3 separate regions of the Sus scrofa genome follow, and regions 2 and 3 are each linked to region 1. A link is a contact called in public Hi-C data. All regions are on one chromosome and are shown on one strand. The core of a region is the stretch at or near the end of the contact, and the rest is flanking DNA. Distances in the headings are between cores, read along the strand shown.

Region 1 (4,822 bases), core at 1,384-3,883:
ATTGGTATTAATATTCCCATTTTACAGATGAAGAAACTGAGGATCACCAAGGTGAAGTGACTTTCCCTAAGGTACAAAGGGTCAGAACTGAAAACCTGGTCTAACTCCAAGCCTTGCTGATTCCTTCTCCTCAGTTTGACCTAGGGCTCAGGCCTCTCAATATAATCTCATTCTGTCCAATGGCTTTATACACTGATTATATGCTGGTGACTGTCATTCATGTTTCCAGCCCTACATCTTCCCTGAACTCCTGACTCCTAAACCTAACTACTCAACTGTTTAACAGACATCTCAGCCCAACATGCTCAATGCAAATGCCTGATTCCCTAGACCTTCTCCTTTCCCATCTCAGAAAACAGTCCCACTATTCACCCAGTTGCTCAGTCTCAAAACCTAGTGAGCACCTTTAACTCTACTCTTTCTATCTCCTACTCCATAATGAATCCATCATCAAGTCCTATCAGTTTATCTGCAGAATATACCCATTATCTGACCTCGTCTCACCATGGCCCACCACCGCTGTCATACCTAGACTGTGCACTAGCCTCCCAGCTGGTCTTCTTGCTCTTCCACCCGTGACCCCTAAGGTCTGTGAGTAACCTTTTAAAAGTATAAATAGAAATTCCCTGGTGGCTCAGTGGGTTAAGGATCCAGCATTGTCAGTGTCATGGCACAGGTTCAATCCCTGGCCTGGGAACTTCTGCATGCTATGGGCACAGTCAAAAAAAAGTATAAATAAAATTTTTTTTTTTTTTTGTCTTTTCTAGGACTGCTCCCGTGGCATATGGAAGTTCCCAGGCTAGGGGTCTAATTGGAGCTGTAGCCACCGGTCTATGCCAGAGCCATAGCAAGTCGGGATCTGAGCCAAGTCTGCGACCTACACCACAGCTCACGGCAACGCCAGATTCTTAACCCACTGATCAAGGCCAGGGATCGAACCTGCAACCTCATGGTTCCTAGTCAGATCTGTTAACCACTGCACCACGACAGGAACTCCTCCAATGACTTTTTACCACACTCAGAATGAAATCTAAACTCCTTTTTGTGGCCCTCAAGACCCTCTGTCTTCACCTTCCACTATTCTCCTTTCTGCTCACTCCAAATTCAGCCACCTCTCATATACACCAAGTCAGTCTCACTGACTGTCCAAATCCTTTCCTGATTGTTACACAGTTTGCTTCTTCATCGTGGGTCTCTGTTTGAATGTCATGTGTTGAGCACCATTCTGTTGTCCACCCTGTTTTATTGTTCTTCCCCTGATTTGACATTTTTTATTTACTTATTCACTGTCTGTATCCTCTACTAGAATGTAAGCTCCTTGAAGAAGGGATGTTCCCTGTTTTGTTTAGTGCTGTCCTACAGATATTCAGTGATATTTGCTGAATAAGTGCTCCCCAACTGTCTCCAGGCCTCCACTAGCAGAGCAGAGATTGGGATGTGAGGTATATAAACCCGCCCCTCCAGCCTCCTCCTTACCTGTCTTTGTATTTGGATAACTTCTCTTCCTCCCAGGCAGTGTTTCCGCCTCCAAAGTTGTCCCGGATGGTTCTCTCCAGGCCCTGGAAATGGAGGAAGTTGGGAATAGCTATGTAAAGTGCCTGGCACATTCTAACATTTGTATTTCATTGACAAGGAAACTGGGACACCGAGAGGCAATTTGCTCAAGACCATACAACCAGTGAGTAACCAAACCGTAACTTGACTTCATGAAGACTTGTATTCCAGAGTGCCCAGACCTCAACCCCTATGCCATAGTAGCTGGACCCCTCCCATTACACTGGTGCACCCACCTTGTAGAAGCTGTCCACCAGTCCCCGGCAGGTATGACATGGATGAGGTTCAGTAGGGGGAGAAGATTGGGGAGGAGGAGAGGGCTGAACCAAAACTGGGCTTGGGAGGCCAATGAAAAGGCTCAGGACCCAGAGCAGAGCTGGGGCTAGGCCCTTCGGTGGCCGTGGGGCCATCTTTTCCCAGACTGGGTACCTGTAGATAGACGACATGGAGAAGGTTCGCTGGAGGAGCCAAATGAGAAAGAAAAGGGTGGGTTCTGAGGTGCTGTGGGTCTCGGACCCCAGATCTGTTAAAAAGAAGGCTAGACTGGGGTAAGGCCGAGGGAAAGGAGATGGTTGGGGAAAGGACGCTATTCTGCAATTCCAGGGTGGGAATAAGTTATCCTGTCACCGTGGGGGGAGGTGGCTTGGATCCTTGGCAAGAGGATAGGAGTCAGACTGTTGTTTTAGGGTCTGAATGTGGTTCCCAGGGGCCGGATCAGCGATATTAGGGAAAAAAGGTCAGATTCCAAAGCACTGGGGGAGAGGACGCCAGTGATGGACGTTCTTGGGAGGAGAAGTCCGGAACCCCGGTTGGGGGCTGGGGAGGAGCCTGGATCCGGATATGAAGAGAAAAGGTCAGGTTCGAGGCCTGCAAAGGCCAGAGGCACGGCCCACGAGCGGGCAAGGAAGGATCCAGATCCAGGAAGGCTGTGAGAGAGAAAAAGACGACCCACCCAGCCCGCAGGCGCCAACAGCTCAGCCTCCCCAACGCCGCCGCTGCCGCCCGCTGCGTAAGACGTGCACCCTCCGCTGGCTCCGCAGTTGTGAGGGCGGAACCCGCGCCACAGCCAATAGTGGTGGGCCAAGTGCCATTGCGTCACCCTATGCCAGCCAACCAGAAGCGTCTACGGGCTGCACCTGTCGGGGTTGTTAAAGGGCCGCGGGGATACCGGTTGAGCGCGGCAGTCCTGATTTGCCGCTGGGTTACAGAGACACGCGTGGGAGACATGAGTAGAAAAATAGCTCCTGCCTTTATTCAAGTCCTGTCCCCTGCCTCTGGCCCCATCCCGCTTCCCGTCCCCGCGGTCTCCTGTGACCAGAAGCAGCTGTCCAGGGCGGGCTGCAGGGCCCGGGACACTTGATCCGCTCTCTCCGCGAGCCGCCTCGAGCGGAGGGCGCCGGGCCCCTGTAGGGTCCCAGGAAGTCGGGCAGCTGTGAGGGCAGTGAGAAGACCGGCACGCTGCGGAACAGGGCGGGCACGGCGTCCGGGGGCAGCAGTCTGTCGAAGTAGGCCCCGATGTAGCGGCCGGGTGCCCGGCCCTGCAAGAAGTCTGGCAGCACGCAGCTGAGCGAGGCGGTGAAGGCGTCGTGCGGGCCGTGTGCCCCGGGCGCTGACGCCGCATCCTGCAGCCACTCGTGGCACATGGCCACGGCCCCTGGCGAGAAGAGCAGGACCACCACGCCGCCTTCCTGGAGGGTCTGGCGCCGCTGCGCGTGGAACCAGGCCAGGGGCCCCTGTGCGCTCAGTTCGCGGCGGCTCCACAGGTCCACGGCCACGCGCAGCGGCAGCTGACACAGCGCTGACGCCAGGGCGCCACGAGGCGCTCGAAGCCTGCGTCGTCGGGGAGTAGAGGAGCAAAGCCACTCGGCTCCTGGCGGCAGCCGCTGCAGGATAAAACAGAGTGGGAGGGGAGACATGAGCTGGCCGGAGGCCCGGTCTGCCCGGGGGCCGCCACCCGCGGCTCTGGCTCACACTCACCCCCTTCAAGACCGTCCTCCTTCAAGAGCCTCAGCCACCCTGTTAGGGGAGAGGAGCGGAGGCAGCTGGTGAGCCCAGCTGCCGCCTTCTCCTGGCCAGCTCCCAGGCCCACTTGAGGAGTCCAGCCCCTGGGGAATCGCTCACCTTTCACGTGGTCCTTTTTGACAAGGAGGAGAAGGAAAAGCACAGCGGCAAAAAGTAAGCAGGCCAGCCACACCAGGGCCCAGCGCTGGTGGGTGTCTAGGAGACCCAGGGGAGAAGACAGGCTTGTTAGAGGCCCCCCACTTCATGATGGAGAAAACTGAGGCTCAGAGAATGTGATTTACCCCAACTCCACAGCTCATAGGGTCAGAGCCAGTGTATGAACAAAGATCATACATAGATGTTGTGTGTGACTTTGACTAAATGACTTCACTTTCTGTCTCATTTCACCTCTGTAAAACTGAAATAACAATTGTATCTACTTCCTAAGATTATTGTGAGAACTACATGTATTAATATAAATAAAGCACTGAACGCAATGCTGGGCATAGTAAGTGCTCAAGTATCAGCTAATGTTACTGCCCCTAAGCCTCTGGTTGCTTGACCATGACCTCACTCTCTTGGATGACTGCAGCAGCCTTCTAACTGGTGTCCCTGATCTTTTTTTCTTTCTTTTTTTTTTGGCCACCCCTCGGCATATGTTGTTCCTGAGCCAGGGATCAGATCCCAGCTGCAGTTGTGACCTATGCCACAACTGTGGCAACGCCAGGTCCTTTAACCCACTGTGCCAGGCCAGGAATTGAACCTTCATCCTAGTGCTGCAGAGACACCACAAATCCTGTTGTGCCACAGCAGGAACTCCCCTGATCTCTCTCTCTTTTTTTTTTTTTTTTTTTTGCCCCTAATTCATTACCACATGGCAGCCCAGAGATCTTTTTATTACTATCTATCTATCTATCTATCTATCTATCTATCTATTTTTTTTTCCCAGAGAGCTTTTTAAAATACAAATTTGAGGAGTTCTCTTGTGGTGCAAGAGGTTAAGGCTCCCACATTGTCACTGCAACAGATTGGGTTGCTACTGTGCTTCGTGTTAGATCCCTGGTCTGGGAACTTCCACATATTGTGGACGTGGCCAAAAAACAAAACAAAACAAAACAAAAATGATTATAGCCTCTCAGGAAGTTCCTGCTACTCTTTTTTTTTTTTTTTTTTTTTTTTTTTTGTCTTTTGTCTTTTTTTTTTGTTGTTGTTGTTGTTGTTGCTATTTCTTGGGCCGCTCCCACGGCATATGGAGGTTCCCAGGCTA
Region 2 (4,822 bases), core at 1,705-4,204, 170 kb after region 1:
GGCCTCCTCAGGCGCCTCCTCATCCTCTGACACCACATCCAGGTTGTCAAAGATGCTGATGCGATGGACTCGGCCATGCAGGTCCACCTCTACCATGCGCTGGGCCTGTGCATAACTCATCACCTCACGGCTGGGTGACTGGGATACCTCTGAGGGGCTGGGTGACTGCTTGTTGGCTGGGCGTGACTGGCGCCCCTTCTTCTTGTGCTTTCGGAGTGGAGTCTGCTGTGGGGGTGGTGGGTTGTCGTGGTCATAGTGGTACAGGTGGTACTCAATACCACTGTAACTCTTGTAGACCTTGCGGCAAGTCTCCACGGGGCATTCATAGGGTGGCTTAGTTGCCCGCAAGTTGTGGCAGAAAGTCTTCACGTCAAAGTCCACCCCCATGCTGTCACATCTAGAATGTACAGATCAATTAGCTTAGGCCCAGGGAAAAGTTTCTGGCCACCCACTTCACTCTCTCCAGCCCTCCTTCTCCCCAAGGGTCCTGACCAGCCCACCTCCACAGCATCAACAAATGCCACCCTCCTCCACACTGTGGCCATGGTCTGGGCCTTATCACCTCTTGCCTGGTCATCCTTCCCTGTGTCTCTCAATTCTTCTAGCCTAATCTCACATCATGTGCACAGAATGATCTTTCCACCAAGTATCAACAATCATGTCAGTCTCTTGATTAAAAGCCTCCTAATACTCCCCACTTATTTCCAGGTAGTGTCCAAATTCCTTATGATGACATTCAGGGTGCTCCCTTCACCATTTTGCCCCAGTCCTCCTTTCTAGATTCTTTTTTTCATCAGTTATAGATGTATTTCTGTCTACCCAGGGCAACCTGCCACGCCCTGAATGTTGTAGCCTCTCATTCCTGCAAGAGAATCTCTATTTAGAATGACTTCCATCCTCTCTGATTAGTGAGCTCCAACTCATTCTTCAAAATGTGGCTCAAATGTAACTTCTGTTAGGACTTTGTCTCTCCCATGCGGAGCTGTTTCCACATTTCATCCTCACCTCCACCAAGGAACTCATCACATTGGAAGTTCTCTGCCTCTCCTACTAGACTGGGAGCTGTGCGATGCAAACCCTAGAATCTACCCACCTCTATGTCCCCAGTACCTAGCATGTAGTGTAGTTTTGGCAAATGAATAAATGACCTGTTGAATGAATAGCTAAATGAGGGAACCACCAGGTCTGGAGCCGAGAGAGATGGATGAAACTAGTATCTTCCCATGCAGAAGTTTGAATGGGTAGCCAATGATTTGGGCCCTGGACTCCAGCAGAAACCACTGGATCATAGAATTAGTTCATTGCTGAGGTCTTTAGGCTAAACCTATGCCCTGGCCCTGGGAGTGGTACTGGGCTCTAAGGGTACAAACAGGGACATGACAGTCCAGGCACACTCAACTCCATGCTGGTCCTCAGAACCCTCCCTTCCTCCTCTCCAATGTTCCTGGGTGAGCGGAGACAGCAGATGGCACTAGCCCTCAGGAAGCCCAGCTTGGTCAGAGACTGCCCCAATTTCTCCAGGCCTAGCTGAGTCCAACAATTTAACTATGGGCTTGGCATCATTCCAAGTAAAGCCACCCTGAGCTCCCTCACTAATAGTTATACCTCTTGGCTCCTCTCTGCGACCTAACCAAGCTAGTGAGCTGCTCCAGCCTCTGTCAAAGCCTCTGACTGCCTTATCAGTTAAACTACTCCTTCAACTCGCTCCTACTTCCTACCTGTAGCTGTCTTTAAACACAAACCAATCGAAGCACAAACAAGCTCTCCTCTTTCAATGATGGGTCCCTGGTGAACGCTGCAGCTCTGCTGCCCAGGTTCCCCAAGTAGCACAGAGCTCCGACAAATGTCCCGCTGGGACTCAGCAGCAGAAACACAGTGAAGAGACTCGGGAACTTAGACCTGAAAGCCCCTGGGGAGGGCCCCAGGCTCAGGGGTTTGGCGGCGGTATCTGCCCCAGGCGCTCAGGGGGCTGGAGGAAGTAGGGGGCGGAGGCCAGAGGGATCAGGCCAGGCCCAGGCGGTGCCCGCAGCCCTCTCCCGGATGCGGCGACGTTTCCCCTTTGTCGAAGTGTAACAAGTTAAACAAGGTTCCCCTCCTGCCATTGGCCCAGGCAGCCCTAGGCAGCCCCGGAGGATACACTGTTACCTCGGGTTGCCGGCTGGAAGCGAACGCTCTGTCAGTTCTCCGGGCTGGAGTGGCCCGAGGGCACTCGGGCCGGGGAGCCCGGTGCGCGCCCCACGAAAGCAGCCTACCCCTTCCCGGCTGGCCACTCCCGCCCGGGTCCCAGGCTCGCACTCACCGGCCACCTCGAGTCCGGGCTCATCGCCGGGGGCGCCCGCCGGGGCTCCGACCCCACTTGGGGAGGCCAGCGGGGAAAGACGGGCCGGGGAGGGGAAGCCCCAACTCCAGAGACTGCAGACCTCGCCACCCCGGCCCCCTGCCGCCCCACGCTCTGGTCCGGCTCCCTGGGATTCCCGCGCTGACCCCTGCCGCTCCCAGTCCCGCCGGCGCCCGGGTGTCTCAATTCCGGCGGCCGCCGCCCCTTTCGAGAACCCCTAGGTTGCCTGGCCTCGGGACCCGACGCTGCTGGAACAAAAGAGGTTCCCGGAGGCAACGCGGGGACGGCGGCAGCAGAGACGGTGGCGGCAAAGGCAGTGGCAGCGGCGGCGGCAGCAGCGGCGGCGACGGCGTCTGCGCAGGGTAAATGCGTAGCCGCGGCGCTGCCGACCTGCACTTTCGCCACAGATCCCCTCCCGCCCGCTGAGGCTCGAGAGGCCATTCTTTAGGATTCGGAAGGCCCCTGGATACCCCACAGTGCTCTTCTAGCACCTCCATCTTAGAGTTGAGTTTCTGGAGACTGAAATTGAAGTACTCGGGATCCGGATTGGTAGGGCCGTTTGTAGCGAATCTGCGGTCACGGACGGTGAGCGCGGGACTGGGCGTGAGGAGCCCGCCCTTCTCCCTTCCCCCTCCGCCTCCTGCCCCCCCGCCCCCTCCCCATCCCCTAGCCCTCCCTCCCTCCCTCCTGGCGCCGCGGCTGCGGTAGGGACCTGGCCTTGGTCTCCGAGGAAGGCGGCGAGGCGGGGCCGGAGCCACGGGGCGGGGCTGGGGGCAGGGCCAGGACCAAGAGGGACGCGGGCTGGAGCCTAAGGGGGACCTGGAGTTACGGGTGAGGGCGGGGCGGGGCTGGAAGAGGATAAACCAGTCTACGGGGCGGGGTTTGCGGGGAGTGGGCGGGGCCATCTGTAAAGCAGGCCCCAGTAAGGAGAATAGGGGTTGAACTGGGCGGGGGTTAAAGGGTGGGACTAAACAGAAGAGTGGGCCATAGGAAAGAAAGGGCGGGGTTTTGGATAGGCCTGAAACTTGGAGCTGGTTTAGGGAGAAAGAATAGAGCTGGGAAAAACGGAAGCGAGACTGAAGGGAATGGGCGGGGCTTGGAAAAGGTAAAGGGGCAGGGCTGGAGAAAAGGTGTGCATTTGAAAGTAGCAGCCAGATTGGGGCGGTGGAGAAGGCCGGTCGGGTGTGAAAGGGCTTTTGCACGGTATAATAGGATTCAGATGCTAGGAGCCCTGTAGCTTGATGGAGAAATGCTTCATGGCTACGGGTCGCCGGTTGGAAGATGGTGTCAAAACAGAGCTGGTTTGAATGTGACTGGGCCACTTAGCAGATATGTGAATTTGAGCAGGTTGTTAAATTCTTCTTACCTCATATTGCTTATTTGTAAAGCGGAGTGCCACAACTCTACTGGTCAGTTCCCGGGCGCTTCGGAGAACTTGGGTGCCAAGAAGAGTCCACTAGCTAAACAATACCTGGGCTGAGCCTCTCCAGTTTTGCCATCAAAGAGGAGAGTTAAAGGGTCTTCCAGGGTTCTGGGGCAAAGCCCAAATCATCTGGAAGGTTCTATTTTACCTTAATACAAACCTTGCATTCAATCCACTGTAAAGTATGTGTTTACATATTCAATATCTTCCCCCAAACATCCTCGTAAAATGGACACTTCACGAAAAGATTTGCTGGTTAAGATCTCGGGATCTGAAGTCAAACTGATGGGTTCTCTTCAGTAAATGACAAATTCTCTGAACCTCAGTTCCATGTGTATAATAGAGATAAAATAGTGCTTACCTCACAGGATTGTTGTGAGGATTGAATAATACGATGCTCGTAAATCACATAGCACAGTGGGATGTTTTTGGCCACACTGACATGTTGAAGTTCCCAGGCCAGGGATTGCACCTGCACCATAGCAGCTACCTAAACTGCTGCTGGTCCTTCAACCTCTGGGCCACAAGAGAACTCTCACATAGTGTTGATATGTAGTGAATACTCAAAGAAAATATCAGCTTTTTTATTATCCTCACTCAAATAACTCAGGCTAGATGGATTAGAGCAGAGTTATACAGAATCATCTTAAAACTGATCCCTTTTGAGGTCAGGAACCCCTTTGAGAATCTGATAAAAGCTATGTGCTTCTCTTCTCAGGAGAAATGTACACACATAAAGATGCACTTTGAAGAGTATCTGAAGAAATGTTAGATGAATGTGTGTTAGAATGGGGATAAACTGGGAGTTCCCGTCATGGCGCAGTAAAAATGAATCTGACTAGGAACCATGAGGTTGCGGGTTTGATCCCTGGCCTTGCTCGGTGGGTTAAGGATCCAGTGTTGTCGTGAGCTTGGTGTAGCTCACAGACGTGGCTCGGATCCCGCATTGCTGTGGTTGTGGTGTAGGCTGGCAGCTGTAGCTCCGATTACACCCCTAGCCTGGGAGCCTCCATATGCCTCGGGTTTGGCCCTAAAAAGGGGAAGAAAAAAAAAAAGGGGAT
Region 3 (4,822 bases), core at 698-3,197, 140 kb after region 1:
AGGGAGGAGGTCTGACATGGATTTGTTAGTTGTGCCTGCTCAGCACTGCTACTTCCTTTGGACATGACAGCCATTCTCATTCCGTGTGACTGCGAGTGTGACTACCTATGACAGTACACTTACCCAGAATAGTACCTCATCCTCCCGGCAAAAATTTTGGGGGTAATGGGGTAGGCATGTCACTCCAGCAAACCCCATCAGAGTCCTTCCCTGTGACTGATATAAGAAAGTGGGTGTAGCTCCTCTTTCGTTGGGTTCATTTGGAAAGCTGGAGCTGCTTCACACCATGCTTCCTGACAGATAAAGGAGATGACTCTGCAGAGGAACGGAAGCCAAAGTAGACATGGAGACAAGGAGAGATGAGAGAAAGCAAATCCTACAGCTACTTTGTCTCCAATTCCAGTCTCAGATTCTGACCCATGGCGTTCTTCCATCCATCTTGCCTCAGCTATTATGAGCCATTGGTTCCTCTTTGGTGAAGCTGGTTTAGTTTCGGATTCTATTACCTGACATGTGAAAGAATCCAACCAAAGGCAAGGAGATCTGAGGGAGGGGAATTGCTCCTTAGTCCCCTGACCCCAGAAAAAACAGGTTCCTTCTCTGAACCTCAGTTTACCCTAAAGTAAGTCTAGCTGTCATATTTTGAACCCCGGTGGTACTCCAGGCACGTCACATCCATTATCCCACAGAATTCTCAGGAAAATTCTGAGTCAGTCATCAATATTCCATATTCCAAATGAAGAAATTGAGGCTAAGAGAGGTAAAGTGTGACTCAGAAAAGTTAGTCTCTAAAGCCTTTCTAGGAACCTCTTCCTCTCTCATTGTAGAATGGGCACAATAACCTGACCACCTTCGGACACAGTCCTGAGGTTAAGACAGGGAAAAGCCAATTGAAAATGAGATTGAGCTAAGCATTGTCCTCTCCCTATCTGCAGCTGTAAAATGCAGGAATTCAAGATTGAGGAGCGGCCATGAGGTGGAGTGGGGGGTCCCCAGAAACGTGCCTCCTCCGGCTGGCTCCAGTCCAGCCCCACCCCTTCTTTCTGGGAGTTGCTCCCTCAGTCCCTTCTCCCCAAGGAAGGCCTTGCTCAAGAGGACACAGACCAGGTCTTTTGGCCCCTTGCCCGCCGCCCCAGAGCGGTTTTGGGCTTCCTCTCCCAACCTGGCCCTGAGCCAAAGGCCGCTGGCGCCAGCCCAGTCACGTGGTCCTCTTTGGCCCGCTTCCACGAGGATCCAGATTTAACTCTCCCCCCTCCCCCTTCCCTCCCCGCCCCAGTCCCTCTGGGCACCACACCCGATCTGGCCCGCAGGTGTAGGGAATTAGAGCATCAGCTCTGCAGGTGTGGAGAATTAGAGCCTTAGCTCTGCCTCAGAGAGGGACCTCAGTTTTCCCGCAAGTCAAATGGGATCCCCACCCTAAGACTGTCTCAATTCTCTTCATCACCTACCCTTGCCTTGTCCTTTCCGAACGGCCCCAGGCCTCCACTCCTCTCAGTCTCTAGAGCTCTTCCCTGGGCCTAATTCCCAGGGGCGGACAGGGGCAGGGAGAGTAGGACAGCGCCCAACCCTAAGGGAGCTCCCAGAACTGGTCTGAAAGAAACTCCTAGAGATAGGGCGAAAATGGCCAGCTTCCGGCATCAGACAGACTTGTGTTCGAATTCGACTCTGCTTCTGACCAACTGACTTTGAGCGCTTCATCTCTCTGTGCCTCAGTTGTTCCTACTGTGAAACGGGGACCCAGCCTGATGACGAAGGATGAAAAGAACCCAGCGGAGGATCTGACCTGCACGAAGGGCGGCCGCTGTTAACTCCTGACCTCTCGCCCCTTTCCCAGCCCGGGAGCGGAGCCTCACCTCCCAGTCCCCAGTCCCTCCGTCGCAGGCTCCTCCTCCACTGACATCAGAGCCGCAGGCGGGCGGAGGGAGCCAGCCGAGTCCGAACCAAGCCCCAGCGAGAGAGCCGGCGGCGGGGCCAGGCGCGCAGCAGCGGCGGGCGGCGGACGGCGGCCAGCGGCCAGCGGCCAGAGCCCAGCACCAGGCACCTCCGGCCTCCCAGCCAGCCCCGCGGCGGGGCAGCCGCAGGTACAAGCCCAAAGCCGCGCCGCCCGACCCTGGGCGCAGCCGCTGGATACCCTCCCCCAAGGATGGAAAGGGGAGCCCGGGCGTGCCGGACTCTAGATGGGCAGGGCCGGGCCTCACTCCCCAACCTCTGCCCCAGGCCCAGCAGGTGCCGGTGGGAAACTGAGTGGGTAAAAGAGGAAGGTGGGGAAGGGATGTGTGTGCGTGCGTGTCTGCCTTCAGCTGGGCCTGAATGTGGAAGGACTGGGCATTTGGAGGTATGGATGTGTTGGGATATGAGAGTGACTTAGCTTTGGCAAGGGGCTTCAGATATGAAGTTGCAGCATGTTGGTGTATAAGGGTATCCGTGCGGATGTCTGGGAGTCAGTGCTTTTGTTGCAGATATATGTCCAGGTGTTGTGGTGTGCTGGTATCCAGCTCAAAAGGGCAGTAAGTCAGAGTTGGGGACGTATACAGTTGTGTGCTGACCATGTTTGGAGTTAGGAGTATAAGGATTTGCAGTTGAAGAGCTTCTAGGATAAAGGTATGAATGAATCTGGGATGTCTGGTATACAGGTGAGTGTGTGTGTCTGCCTGTCTGGGTGTCATCAAGGTGTGTATGGATGTGTGTTTTGGGGTATGAGAGGGATGTTTGGGTGTGAGGATGTCTGGGGGAGTGTGTGTTTGGATGTGTGTGCTGACGTCCGGGTGTACATGTGTGATCAAGTGTCAGAGTAACTGGGGATGGCGTGTGCTGGAGGCAGGTGTTTGGGTTCAGGGGTGTGGGTGGCTTTTGATGTGAAACTGTGAGGTTCATATCTGCCAGGCTTCCAGGTGGGTTTAAAATTCTGCCTCTACAGCTTACCACCAAGTCTCCTTTCCTAGAAGTTTCTGCCCCTTGGGATTGGTGGCCAGGCCCCCTTGGGAACATGTCCCATCCAAAGAGTGGAATCCCACACTAGGAGCTCTAATCAGGGCACCTTCCCCTCATTTTTTCCCATGGAGGAAAAAGAGAAGGAAAGGGCCCTCCCTGAGGACACACAGTACACTGAGCTCTGTTTTGGCTTCACTCTCTGTGGACCTGGGATGGGATTGAGAGGCTGTGTTCTCTGGATGGGTCCTAGTCTGGCTGCAGTGCCTTCCTAGGTCTTTGCCTCCAGCAGTCTTTGCTGGGGCCCAGCTAGGGGTCATTGAGCAACTCTGGATCCAAACCCTATCCATCACCAACCTTCGTCTCCCCATTCTTCATCTGATAAATGGGGAGAGCTCACCCTCTACTACTGGTTAGAGTCTCCGTGGTGGTGAGGTCTCAGTGGTGAAAAGTATAGGCTGGATCAGGATGAGATGAAGCCAGGAAGGGACAGGTTGGGTGGGACAATTTCTCAGGTTGCTGGGATCCAGATGGGGAGTCAGAAGGGAGAGGGGGTAATAAGAGGCCTGGGGAGCTCCAGCTGTGGCTGCTGTTGCTGTGGTAACAGTGTGGAAGGAGCTATTTAAAAAACGTGGCAGAGATATTGCTGGAAGCCCAGGCTGCCGGAAACCTGATTTCCAAGAGGCCTGGCAGGGAGAAGGGGGAGGGAGAGGAGACACCCCAGCAATTCTGAGGGTGGGGCTGGGACATCACTGGTTCTGGGACAAGGGGATCCTCCAGGGCAGTGCGTTTCTACAAGCTGCTCTGGGGTCTTCTCTGCACTTCTCCCAGAGATCAGTGTGCCCCTAAGCGTTTGGATTTAGAGAGGGAGAAACTGGGAGGTGAGCTGAATTAATGAATGAATGAGTGACTTTGTTGAATAAAGAATTTTGCTGCCACCCTGAGGGATTTTCCTCTAAGCATAGGGCGTGCTGCATAGGTGTTGAAAGAACAAATGGCTGTGAATGAATGTTTGCTGAATGACTTTGTCTAATGAATGATCAAGGAATGATTCAGTGTGGGCTGAGTGACTGAACAGGAGCCCCCAAGCAAGTTCCTACAAAGATGGGGGCCCCACTGAGTCTTCTTCCATTCTCCTTCCTAGGAGCCCTGGCTGTGGTTGGGGGGCAGTGGACCATGCCGGGGCAGTGGAAGCCCCACCTGGAAGCAGGCGGAGGATATTAGAGACATTTACGACTTCCGTGATGTTCTAGGAACGTGAGTCTCAGGGTGGGAGTGAAGGGGCGGCTGTCCCTGAGATGGGAGGTGGGGTTGGGAAGGCCCTTACCCCTGGGCCTGGAGGGGCTGAGGCCAGGGCGGTGCTTCCTCTGGCCAGTTGATCACTGCTTCCTGTTTCTTGCAGCCCAGGCCCTATGGTAGCATTGCCTGGCCCAGACTGGCCTTGGCTTTTCACTTCTGGCTGACGGTGGGTGGGAACTGAGGCGGCTCTTGCCAGAGTTCTAGGTTCCTGTGATGAGAATGAAGGAGCCACTTTTTCAAACTTGCTGCCAAGAACTGGGGGTTCTAACCTAGGTTTTAGAACTGAGGCTGGGCATGGCTGCCCACAATGGTGGGAATCCAGAAATAACTCAAACCTGATCTTTGCCCCTCACATTGATCCCAAACATGTGAGGGAGACAGACCCACGTAAGATGACAACAGGTGTGTGCTCTGCTCCAGCTAAAGTCATGAATGAGGACTTTGTTGAGCCCAGAGAGAGCAGAGACTTCTGTGTGGGGATAAACTTTCTGGAGAAGGGGCCTGAGAGCTGGGGACTGAAAGGATGGGTAGGAGTGTACTTGTCAGAGAAAGAGAAGGTATTCCAGGCAGAAGGAATTAGCATAAGCAAAGGCTC

The links. A called contact is a pair of places that touch in the nucleus more often than the background predicts.
Region 2: a contact with region 1 is called in a Hi-C map of alveolar macrophages, with 1.6 times the contacts expected there. The contact joins the promoter of BRPF1 here to the promoter of CRELD1 in region 1. A contact is called at or near these places in 2 of 5 promoter capture datasets (fetal liver and fetal skeletal muscle), 3 of 47 Hi-C or Micro-C datasets (alveolar macrophages, heart right ventricle and liver) and 2 of 2 datasets of contacts at active chromatin or transcription factors (alveolar macrophages and skeletal muscle).
Region 3: a Hi-C map of mesenteric adipose tissue shows a contact between it and region 1, with 1.9 times the contacts expected there. The contact joins the promoter of CAMK1 here to the promoter of CRELD1 in region 1. A contact is called at or near these places in 1 of 5 promoter capture datasets (liver), 2 of 47 Hi-C or Micro-C datasets (embryonic fibroblasts and mesenteric adipose tissue) and 1 of 2 datasets of contacts at active chromatin or transcription factors (alveolar macrophages).

The regions. Positions count from the first base shown.
Region 1 is chr13:66,192,606-66,197,427 of Sscrofa11.1, reverse strand. CRELD1 (cysteine-rich with EGF-like domain protein 1) reads right to left here and starts at 2,633. Exons shown (of 12, transcript XM_001928892.5): 1 at 2,507-2,633; 2 at 1,791-1,983; 3 at 1,477-1,559. The coding sequence starts at 1,964. IL17RC (interleukin-17 receptor C) reads right to left here. Exons shown (of 13, transcript XM_021069809.1): 12 at 2,870-3,437; 13 at 2,678-2,751. The coding sequence ends at 2,678.
Region 2 is chr13:66,019,179-66,024,000 of Sscrofa11.1, reverse strand. BRPF1 (peregrin) reads right to left here and starts at 2,954. Exons shown (of 12, transcript XM_021069303.1): 1 at 2,300-2,954; 2 at 1-397. The coding sequence starts at 387.
Region 3 is chr13:66,052,383-66,057,204 of Sscrofa11.1, reverse strand. It overlaps CAMK1 (calcium/calmodulin dependent protein kinase I), which reads left to right and starts at 1,947. Exons shown (of 14, transcript NM_001190195.2): 1 at 1,947-2,081; 2 at 4,073-4,111; 3 at 4,114-4,119; 4 at 4,122-4,185. The coding sequence starts at 4,105.